Linked DNA regions of Delphinus delphis: region 2 is linked to region 1. The links are chromatin contacts, called in public Hi-C maps. All regions are on one chromosome and are shown on one strand. Each heading gives the region's core, a stretch centred on a gene start, on an enhancer-like site or on the middle of the called end of the contact. The rest is flanking DNA. Distances are from core to core; before and after follow the strand shown. Region 1 holds the start of NVL (nuclear VCP like). Region 2 holds the start of FBXO28 (F-box protein 28).

What was found. Hi-C and Micro-C count contacts between places; a contact is called where the count stands out from the background.
Region 2: a Hi-C map of lung shows a contact between it and region 1, with 8 times the contacts expected there. The contact joins the promoter of FBXO28 here to the promoter of NVL in region 1. A contact is called at or near these places in 2 of 3 Hi-C or Micro-C datasets (lung and muscle).

Annotation. Positions count from the first base shown.
Region 1 is chr1:162,856,022-162,861,529 of mDelDel1.2, reverse strand. It overlaps NVL (nuclear VCP like), which reads right to left and starts at 3,110. Exons shown (of 23, transcript XM_059997850.1): 1 at 3,040-3,110. The coding sequence starts at 3,096.
Region 2 is chr1:163,057,257-163,062,764 of mDelDel1.2, reverse strand. FBXO28 (F-box protein 28) reads left to right here and starts at 2,901. Exons shown (of 5, transcript XM_059997855.1): 1 at 2,901-3,180. The coding sequence starts at 2,914.

The DNA.
Region 1 (5,508 bases), core at 1,861-4,360:
ACCCCCGGATTGTTCCAGGGTCCACTGTACCAGCCTGAGACAATTCACAGCTGCAATATTAAATCACCTTTTGATGGTGTCATATCTTTGCAAAACTGGCTTTTTAAGCATTTGCTGTAATAAAAATCAAAGTGGCCGTGCTCCACAACAAGAGAAGCCACCGCAATGAGAAGCCCGCACACCACAACGAAGAGTGGCCCCCGCTCGCCGCAACTAGAGAAAGCCCACGTGCGGCAACGAACACCCGATGCGGCCAAAAGTAAATAAATAAATTAATTAATTAATTAATTTTAAAAAAGAAAAGAAAAAATCAAGGTGGAACACGAAATGAGAGGAGCAGTGTCAATCTGATCCGAAGGTATGAGAAGTTGTGCTGTGCCCAATGGACTCACAAATCCCACTAGTAAATAACTGTGGTTATTTTAAGAATGAAATACAAATGCATTAACTTTCCTTGCACTTTTTGTATTATTTGTTCAAAAAGCTAATAAGTTATTTGGACTAAACAGTTATTAAGTTGCTTGAACCTAACTACTTAATAAACAAACCATTAGGTATTACTTTGGGCCTAGGAGCATCGTGAAAAAAATTACTAAGAAACTAAGGGCCTGGTAAACCTGTTCTAGGGGCCTTTTACACATTATCTCTTTTAGTACTCACAATGCTATGAGGTAGATGTCAATCTCCCCCCATTTTATAAGAGGCTTTAAAAGGTTAGTTACTTGCTCACCAGCACATAAGTTACACGGCCAGATTTCAAACCTGGAATGTCTAACCATCAACTCTCAAGTTTCACTACTTGCTAGTTATCCAGTCTAGGTTCCCCATTTCATACAGCAATTTCTTCTCAAGGATCCCTAACACATAAGAACAGTCTCTGCATAAATGCGTCCAATGACAAGAGACTAGGTATCCACAGCTGGACCGTTCTTGTTAATCTTCCCCTTCTCTGAACTCCTATAACATGCTGTCATTTACCACAGTTAATCTTGAATTATACATATACATGTATATCTCATACCCACTGCAAACCAAAACGCAACAGAACTAAAACCACTTTAATCTGCTAAGTCTTAGAGTAATTTGTTATACAGCAATAGATAACTAATATGTTAGTTAAAAGGAGGCAAGTGTACTACTTGTGGGAAGATGTCTAAAACATACTGCTAAGTGAAACACGCAGGCAGCAAAATAGATGCAGATGAGCCCATGTGTGTGATTAAAAAAAATTAATACATCTATAAGTGCATATATGCATACAAAATTTTAAGAAAGATACAACAGAAACTCTCCCTGATTACCTGTGGAGAAATGGAGTGGAGATGAAAGGAATTCTTTCTTTTCATTTTATACCCTCCCTCTTATGGTTTTATTTTAAACCATAAGAACCTACTACTTTTATAATGAACCAAAGTAAAAGCAAGAGAGGAAAACTGCTAATGTCAAATGCTGAAGAGCAGTCAAGTGTGGCAAGGACTGAGAAGAGGCCACTGGATTTAGCCATTAGGAGTCACTGCTCAGAGACCTGAATAAAGTGAAGGAGCAAGTTGTGCAAACATCCAGCGGAAGAGTAACTGAGACGGAGTGAACTACAACAGCGAAAGTCCTGTGCTTGGCATGTTTGAGAAGGTCCGTGTATGTAAGACAAGGTAATCAAGGGAGAGATCAAAAGGGACAAAAAGGTAGATGGGGCCAAAGTACATAGGGCTATTTCAGATGGATTTTACTTCAAACGTCTGAAAGTCCACCACAGGGTTTTGAGCAGGGCCCTGGCAAACTCCAATTTTCCCTCTAAAAGGATCTTCCTGGCTGCTCTGTGGGGAACAGACTTTAAGTAAAACCAGAATCAGAAACATCAATTAGGAAGCTACTGCAATACTCTAATAGGGAGTGTGGTATGGACTAGCATGTTGGAGGAGATGGTAAAAAGTGGTTAGGTTTGAAGTATATTTTGAAGGTAAAGCCAAATAGGTTGCTGATTAATTGGTTACAGGAAGCAAAAGTCAGAATGAGTCTTAAGGTTTTTGGCCTTAACAAATGGATGTTATTTACTGAGATAAAGAACACTAAGAAAGGACAGGTTTGGAGGAGAATATCAAAAGTTTAGCTTGGATACGTTAAGTTGAAATATCTATCAGACACTCAAGAGGAGATGTTGAGTAGGCAGCTAGACGTATCAATCTGGAATTCAAGATAAAATCTGCATTGGATTATAATATAAATTTAGAAGTCATGAATGTGTAAATAGTATTTAAAGGTACTAGACTGCATGAGATCACCTAGAAGTGTGGATGGATAAGAGAGAAGTACGAGGATAACGAAAGAGACGGTAAGAGCACAGGTGCTCAAAGGCACTTCCAACAGACGGTAGGAAGAGACAGATCCAAAAAGGAGACTGTACAGTGGCCGGAAAAGTAAAAGAGACAGAAGGAGAGTATATAGCTCTTAAAGTATCTGTCTCTCTTTCTAACTAAGATTGCGTGCTGACTATACCATTCCAAGACATTTACCACACAATGCATTCCACTGGTGATTATGAAAATGAAAAAAAAACCGTAGGTAAAGTGCCCATTATAAAGTCAGATCCAGAGTACCTGTTTTTACTGTGTCCCAACCCGACCCCAAATTTCCTGAGAATGGAAATTAACATATTCTTCATGGCCCCCAAAGCGCTTCGCCCACACGGGCTTTCGAAGAATGTTTCCGTCCCTACTTCACAAGACAGGAAGATTTCAACTCAAAGGCCATCTGCACTCTCCTTGCTGATCTGCACTTAGGTCAAGCAGATCCGGGCTGGGCCCCATCAAGCCGCAGCCTCCCACGGTCTCGGGCTGCTCCGTGAAACCCCGACCCACAGTGAGAAGGGAAGGCCTCGAACCGCTCGCAAAGAAGCGGAGTTGTCAACAGCTCCACGCCCGCACCCAGACTAGAGCAGGCGGCTAATCGGGTTCGAGCTGGGAGCCCCCCGAGAAGGGGCCTGCGGTGACCCTGGGCACCGAACGCGGACCACTGTGAGGCCTGGCCGTTCGGGATACACACCTGGACGACGCGCTGCTTCAGCTTATTATCCACAAACCTCGCGGGCCTGGGCTTCATCGCTTCTGCTCCCGTCGCCGCAGCCTGGGCTTCACGTGAACCGAGGGCCTCCCCGAGGCTGCCCGCGGCGAACGCCGGGCCGGCTTCCCCGAGAAATGCTCCCCAAGCCGGCCTAGCCCGTGCCGTTCCCCTCAGGAGTTTTGTATGGCGAGTGAGGAAAAAAAACTACCGAAAACACACAGAGAAGACTTGAAAGCAGTCGGGAGTTTCTAGGAGTCTTATCTTACAGGCTTGTCCGAGAGGCCCTGGAAGAGAAGGACCCGTTTGAACACGCTCAACTTTATTGTTCCCAACTGTGAAGTGAAGCGCATAGGCGGCTGCGGGGAGGTTAGTGCGGGCGCCTGGTCCCACGCATCTGTTTGTAGCCGGTTTCGGTTGTCAGATTCTAGGCGTTCCAGGCGCACCGTTTGCGAATGTAAAGTTAATCTTGACTTAGAATCTTAACAAAACAAAAACTAGATACTTGGGACGATTAGATCAGGATAAAAACACACCGCCACCCTGCTGCTTGCTTTCCCACCCAGTGACGCGCATTACTGAGACCCGACAAAGGGACTTGGTGTCAAAAGAGAAGGAAAGATTAGCTTACCCAGATAACCAAACCATCTGTTACATTTGGAAATTACTTGCTATTATGGTATTTTCGACAGATAATTCATTGAGCACATCCAGTGGCAGACTCCATCTTGGCTTAGAAACTGCCCAGAATTTTATTAAACGTATGTGTTTGCTCGCAAGAAGTTCATCTTGCAGCGAAGGAGACACAAATAAAGGAACCATTATCAAAAAATTTACTGGCTTTAGTTTCTGTTTGTTTGCTTGTTTTAATCGTGTTTTCAGTATTCTTATTTGAGGTCTTACTTGGCTTATGACAATATTAAGTGTGGCCTAAGTAGTGATGGAATTAAGAGAAGATGGTGAGATGTTGACAGGGTGGATAAAGCATGTTGCCTGCCATTTTAGTAAACAAAGGATATTGTGGCCATAAAGCCATCAGCCACTCTTGCTGCCCCCAGTGGTGCACCCTGAGAGGAATTCAGGATGGAGAAAAACAGGATACTGACCCTAGATAGTTAAGGTGCATATCAAAGGTATAATTTCAATAAGGCCAGACTCTTGCATCTTCCCGTACATAAAAAAGCACTAAAATCATTGACTTGAGATGTCTGTTTTTTGTGATTAGCGGTAATCTTTTGATGTTCAACTAAAGGTTTTTGTTTTTGTTTTCAGCAAAACTTCCTATGCATCCTGGCTCCTCCCTTACCTCTTTGGATCACACAGCTATCGTAGAGGCTGGTTCCCAGGGGTATAGTCCTCAGTAAGTCTGCCAAATAAAACATAATCCTCAACTTTTAGGGTATGCATTTTTTCAGTCGACAGCAGATAATCTTCTAGCCAGGGTACCACTGACTTACTTTCTGTTCAGAGTTTAGAGTATAACACTCTTCTTTTTAATGGTTGTTATCTGTACACTGGATGAAGTATAGATTCTCACTCTGATATTCAAAACATTGGGCAACGTGGCTCCAACTTCATTTCCTACTTCTTCACTATATAGGTACTCTGCTTTTAGCTAAGCAGCATTGCCTGCATTTATTCAGCCAATGAATATTTATTGAAGACCTACTATGTCACAGGCACTGAGTACAGCTATGAAGAAACAGAAAAGATTCCTGCTTCTATGGGACTTATAGTTCTATTGGAAGGTAATAATGATAAACAGATAAATAAATTATACACAGCACTTTGCTTTCACTGACATTTCCTCTTATCCACAATGTCCTTCCTGGCCAGCCTATGAGTTTCAGCACCCTAGCTAACCATTCCCTTACAGCCTTTCCTGATATTTCCATTTATTAAAATCTCCACCCAGTGAAGCCTCCTTTCATTCATTCAACAAGTATTTACTGAATACCTACCAGTATAAGTCCCTGCCCTGCCCGTGAGTCTTGTGGGGAAAAGCAAAATAATTATAATTGTAACTTTTATAATATTTTAAATTAGATTAAGTATTTACGTGCTTGATTAAACTTTAGTGAAGATTCCTTACAGCAAATAGCACAAATATACTCATTGCCCAGTAACTTTTTAAATGTAATTTTATTCTGTGCATACCAAATGTACCACATAGAATAAAACAGGCTAAAGGGCCCAGCAGCATTACAACATATACCAAGCAGCATAGTGTATTAGTCTATAATTTGTTGGAGAGTACTATTCTACACTTAGGGTCAGCTTCATGGGTGTGTGATCCGTGCAGCCGCAAAGGGCTTTGTACTCAGAAGGGCTCCACGCTTGGTTTAATGCTCTGCAGTTGCTATCTTGAAATTCTTAATACTGTTTGAATAAGTGGCCCCTTATTTTAATTTTGCATTGTGCCCTGAAAATTATGTAACTCATTTGGACCTTAAG
Region 2 (5,508 bases), core at 1,652-4,151, 200 kb before region 1:
TTACTGGCAGGAAGTGGTTTAAATCGTTTCCAAAGTTTTATTCTGTTGTTTAGATCAGGGGTCAGCCTGGCCTAGATGTTAACTAGTTGACCACATGTGGAGCGATAAGGGAGTAGGAAGACTTTTCACAGGTCCATTTCAAACAAAACAAAACTGCATATAACTAGTCGATTTATCCAATAGACGAAGGGAGTGATGATTCACTTCTTAAAGGATTTTCTTTTTTTTTAAATTAATTTATTTTTGGCTGTGTTGGGTCTTTGTTGCTGTGCGCGGGCTTTCTCTAGTTGCAGTGAGTGGGGGCTACTCTTCGTGTGGCACGTGGGCTCAGTAGTTGTGGCACGTGGGCTCAGTAGTTGTGGCTCGTGGGCTCAGTAGTTGTGGCTCGCGGGTTCTAGAGCGCAGGCTCAGTAGTTGTGGTACACGGGCTTAGTTGTTCCGCGGCATGTGCAATCTTCCCGGACCAGGGCTCAAATCCATGTCCCCTGCATTGGCAGGCGGATTCTTAACCACTGCACCACCAGGGAAGCCCCTAAGGGTTTTCTTTATAAAGATAAAGCACGATTCCATTTACAGAAATTCAATTTCAATCCAACCTACTAAGAAAGTACATAACTCTAATAAAGCAAGGTAGAAAATGAACTCATTTCAGATCAAATTGTAACAGGTTCTATGAAGATATAGCAATACCCTAGGTAGAAAAATGAAATTACAATCTATTAGTGGAGATAAAGTTAACAGATTATAAATATGCACATACTTAGGCATAATTGAATGCTAAGCAATCCTAGGGTAGAAGAACTAAAGAAGTAACGTCAAAGAATTTTATGATCTGCAACAATGATGGGTAAAATGACCAATAGTTTACATACCCATGAATGGGGAAAGGACGCCAATTCTAACAAGCTAACCACTACCACCACCTCCAGTTCATCTTCTTGCTTTAGTTGCCACTCCCTTTCCTCTAGCCCTTAGTCATGCCTAGCTTCTTCTGCAGTTTCTACCATGCAACAATGAGATTCCAAACCAAAGCAGGAAAAGAAAGGACACATTGCAAACTTAAAGATTAAAGACCCAGAACGAAAGACAGAAAGCTTCAAAATTTAGTGATTTATGCACCTTTAATGTTTGTCACAGGATAGTACAAGGATACGTAATGTACAACGTGAGAAATATAATTAACACTGCTAGAGGTGATATATGAAAGCTGTTAAGAGAGTAAATCCTAAGAGTTCTCACCACAAGAAAAAAAATTTTTCTACTTATTTAATTTTGTATCTGTATGAGATGATGGATGTCCACTAATCTTATTGTGATAATCATTTCATGATGTATGTAAGTCAAGTCATTATGCTGTACACATTAAACTTATACAGTGCTGTATGTCAACTATAGCTCCAGAAAACTGGTAGGAAAAAAAAAGATAGTACAAACTCTCATATGCTCTTCATCTGGATTCAGCAATTGTTAACATTTATCATATTTGCTTTATTAATCTCATTCTCTATCTATCTACATATTGAACCATTTAAGAGCAAATTGAGATATCATGCTCCTTTACCCCAAACACTTCAACGTGTATTTCCTAAGAAGAAGGACATTCTCTTATGTGACTGCAATAAAATTATCCAAATCAGGAAACTTAATATGATTACAATATTATTATCTAACGTATATTCTATATTCAAATTTTGCCAATTGTCACAGTAATGTTCTTATTGCGCTTATTCCTACTCCATGATCCAATCCAGGATCACCTATGTTTAGTTATCTTGTTGCTTTCGTCTCTTTTAATCTGGTAAAATTTCATAGTCTTTGTCTTTCATGACATTAACCTTTTTTAAGATGATGGGATAGTTACCTAGATTTGTCTACCTCAAATACAGGTTATGTATTTTTTGGTAGGAATACCACATTATGTTATGTCCTTTTTAAGATAACACATCAGGAGCTGTATAATATCCATTTCCCCCCATAACTCATGATGTCAATTTTGATTATTTGGTGTGGTGGTGTCCATCAAATTTCACTATTGTAAATCTTTTTATTTTGTAATTGATAGGTAATTTATGGGGATTATTTTGAGACTATGTAAATATTATATTCCACATCACACCTTTACTTTCTAGTTTTAGCATCTTTTGATGATTCTTGCCTAAATCAATTTTTTATTGAGATACAATTCACGTATTATAAAATTCACTATTTGAAAGTGTACAGTTCATTGGTTTTTAGTATATTCACGAAGTTGTGCACCAATCACCATTATCTAATTCCAGAACATTTCGTCACCCCAGAAAGAAACCTTTCACCCCTTAGCAGTCATTCCCCTTTCCTTTGCTCTTTCCAGTCCCTGGGAACCACTATCTACTTTCTGTCTTTGTCGATTTGGCTATTTCAGACATTTCATATCAACGGATTCATACAATACGTGGTCCTTTGTGTCTGGCTTCTTTAATTGAACATGTACTCAGAGTTCATTCATATGGTAGTTTTAATCAATCCCTCATTCCTTTTTACCTAAATCAATTATTACTATGGTTCTTGAAAAATGATGATACTCTACATCATTCCATCGACACTTACTAGTTAACATAATTTTTATCTCCGTTTATCAGGAAAGCACTTTAAGAAAATTGGAAGCACTTTAAGAAAATTGCACGATGAAGTTCATTTTAGACAGGGTTCCCTTGCCCTCAAGTCGTTTCCAATCTTAGAAGAAAGCGCTTACGAAGACTATCTTTCTTCTCTGCTTCCCACTTGAACAAGCAGCGATGTGCCTCTCTCGTCTGTCATCCACGGGCTCCTCCCCCTTCTCCAGGTGCCCCTCCCCGGCGGCTCAAGAGGCGGAAGTGACGCACAGGAAGTGTCCCTCTTCCCCTTGCTGTGGGAGGAAGGAATCAAACCCCCAAGATGGCGGCGGCGTCGGAGGAGCGGATGGCTGAGGAAGGAGGCGGTGGCCACGGCGACGGCGGCTCCCCTTCGGCCATCGGCTCTACCCAGCGACTTCCCCCACCTCCCCCGCCCCAGGCCCCGCAGCCGGGGTCCCAGGCTCCCCCGGTCCCGGCGCTGGCTCCGGACCAGCTGCCTCAAAACAACACGCTCGTGGCGCTGCCCATCGTAGCCATCGAAAACATCCTCAGCTTTATGTCCTACGACGAAATTAGCCAGCTCCGCCTGGTGAGGCCCCCACGGGACCCCCGCCGCCCTCTCCGCCGGGCCGAGGTTTGGGGAGGGCCCGAGAGGGAAAGAGCGTTCCCCGGGGAGGGAGCCCCTTGGGAGCCGCAGCCGGCGCCAGAGCACCGAGTGCGCCCCTCCCGCCCCAAAATCTCTGTCGGGACCGGTCCGCGGGTCTTGTCCGGATTTTGCCCTTGCTTTGGGGCTGGGGGCGACTGCGTGCGGGAACTTGGCCTTGGGGGGCTCCGTGCCCCCCACCCGGAAGCGGGGCCGCGGCCGGGGAGGCAGCGGGAGCTGGGCTTCCCACCTCCTCCCGACCTGAATGTGGACCCCGGAGGGGTCTCGCCACCTGCCTTTTGTATATCACCCTCCAGCCCCCGGCCGGAGTTAGGGGGCCAGCACTCCGAAGTAGGCGAGATGATCCCAGCCAGGTTTGGTTTGTCTGCGAGAATAACGTATTGTTACCCCGCCCCCCCCCCCCCCGCTAAGTTTTTTTGTTGCAGAAAATAAAGTCGGATCGGTCGGTCCTCCCAAAAGCTGGTAGAGGTTTGGAGGAATTGGAACGTAGCCTCAACCCCAGCGCCCTAGTTGACCAGTAAAGTAGAGCCCTGAGAAGTGACTATTCCGGCTTTGCCTCACCCCTGATACTTCCCACCCATAGTGAAGCAACTTGCCCCTTGAGAAGGTTTTTTTTCTTTCCTGCAGTTCGTTTTCTAACTAGTGATTTACGCCCACCCACCAGCTTTAGGAGAGGTTTTATACCTTAAAATCACAGTAGTTTAGTCCATGATTTATGAAAATAAATTGCCATTGGGATTTTCTTCATTCCAGAAGTTTCCCTGAAGGTTTGATGAATATCTTAGTTCAGTCAGGTATTTTGCTTCCTTTCAGTGAATTTAAGTGGTAAGGAAATTGAAGGAGGTGGACATTTTGAAATGATTGCAGACCGATTCTGTGTGGAAGCTAAATCTGTGGTCGGGTTGTTTTTAAGAGGACAAAGACATGTTGCTGAATGTGCTGTGTATAGCATTTTCTTAATAATCAATATGCCATATTTTAGGTGTACACCTCCAATCTAAAATTGATTATAATTGTATTTCTGAAAGTATACTTATTTTTTAAAGGAAGGTTGTAAATATTCATTCAAACTGGTGGACAGTTGTTGCGTTTTTTTCTTGTCAACACAGCACATTAGCCATGCCAGTCTGCAGGATGGAAAATTCTTCATTTGAAAAGTGATATTTCAAAATGATTGTCCCTTAATTTCCAGGACATGTCATCCAGAATTTCTTGTAGAATCTTAAATATTCCTTCAGATTTTTATAAAGGATGATGTTTGATCAGAATTCATGGTATACATTCCTGGTGTCTGGAAATTGGGCATAGCATTTGATTGAATTGAGCCTTTCAGCCAGACAATGCCTTTGTAAAGCTTGGGATGTTCACAGTTCTGTTTTATAAGTGTTGAGGAAAACTGGGGGGGTTTGTTCATTTGTTGGTCATTTTATTTTTTAAAAAATTAAAAACGTTTTTAAATGGGGGAAAACCAGCCTGTCCTAGGGGACAAAGTTAAAAACACACCCCACAATTTATTAGTAAATGACATCTCTTTCAAGTGAAGTATTCAGCTGCATTCTTCATTTTTAAGTAGTTTTCTATTCTAGTGTTTTAAAGATACAAATTTGTAGTTTCAAAGATTTTTTCCATAAGGAGTCCATTACCACCCCTCCACTAAGGAGTCCCTTGCCACCCCTCCACTCCTACCCCCCAAAAAGATTCTGCTGCCAGTTTTACATCTTAAAAGATGGGTTTTTTTCCTCTGCTTTAGTAATGGGGAACTATTTCTTATTCCTTTCTTAAGGTTAATGGATAATTCTTAGATTAAATGGATAATCTTTTGTGAGAATTTGGAAGTGTCTTTGGTTGTAGATTCATTGGTTTGATGTCATAAGGTACAATTCAAGTAACATGAAAGATTCTTTCTTGCCACTAGATGTCAGCATTAATTTAATTACGATCATTTAATGAAATTGGCTGCCTAGAGATAGTGCTTGTTAGGTCTTTTACAGGCCTTTTCTCATTTAAGTGACCATTTATACCTAAATGCTGTTTGCCAGAAAATCAGTAGCAGTGTGTGTGCTGCTATCTGGCATACAAATTACATAATTTCTTGAGTGGAGTTAGGTTGGATATAATTGGAAGAGAGTGATATTAATTAAGAACAGACTTGGTTTCCATAAAGCTAAATGTCAACTATTCAATGGTTGATGAGCTAGTTTATTTATTTTTCAGGTGTTTCTTTTTTCTTCCTTCCCAATTTACTTGCCTTAT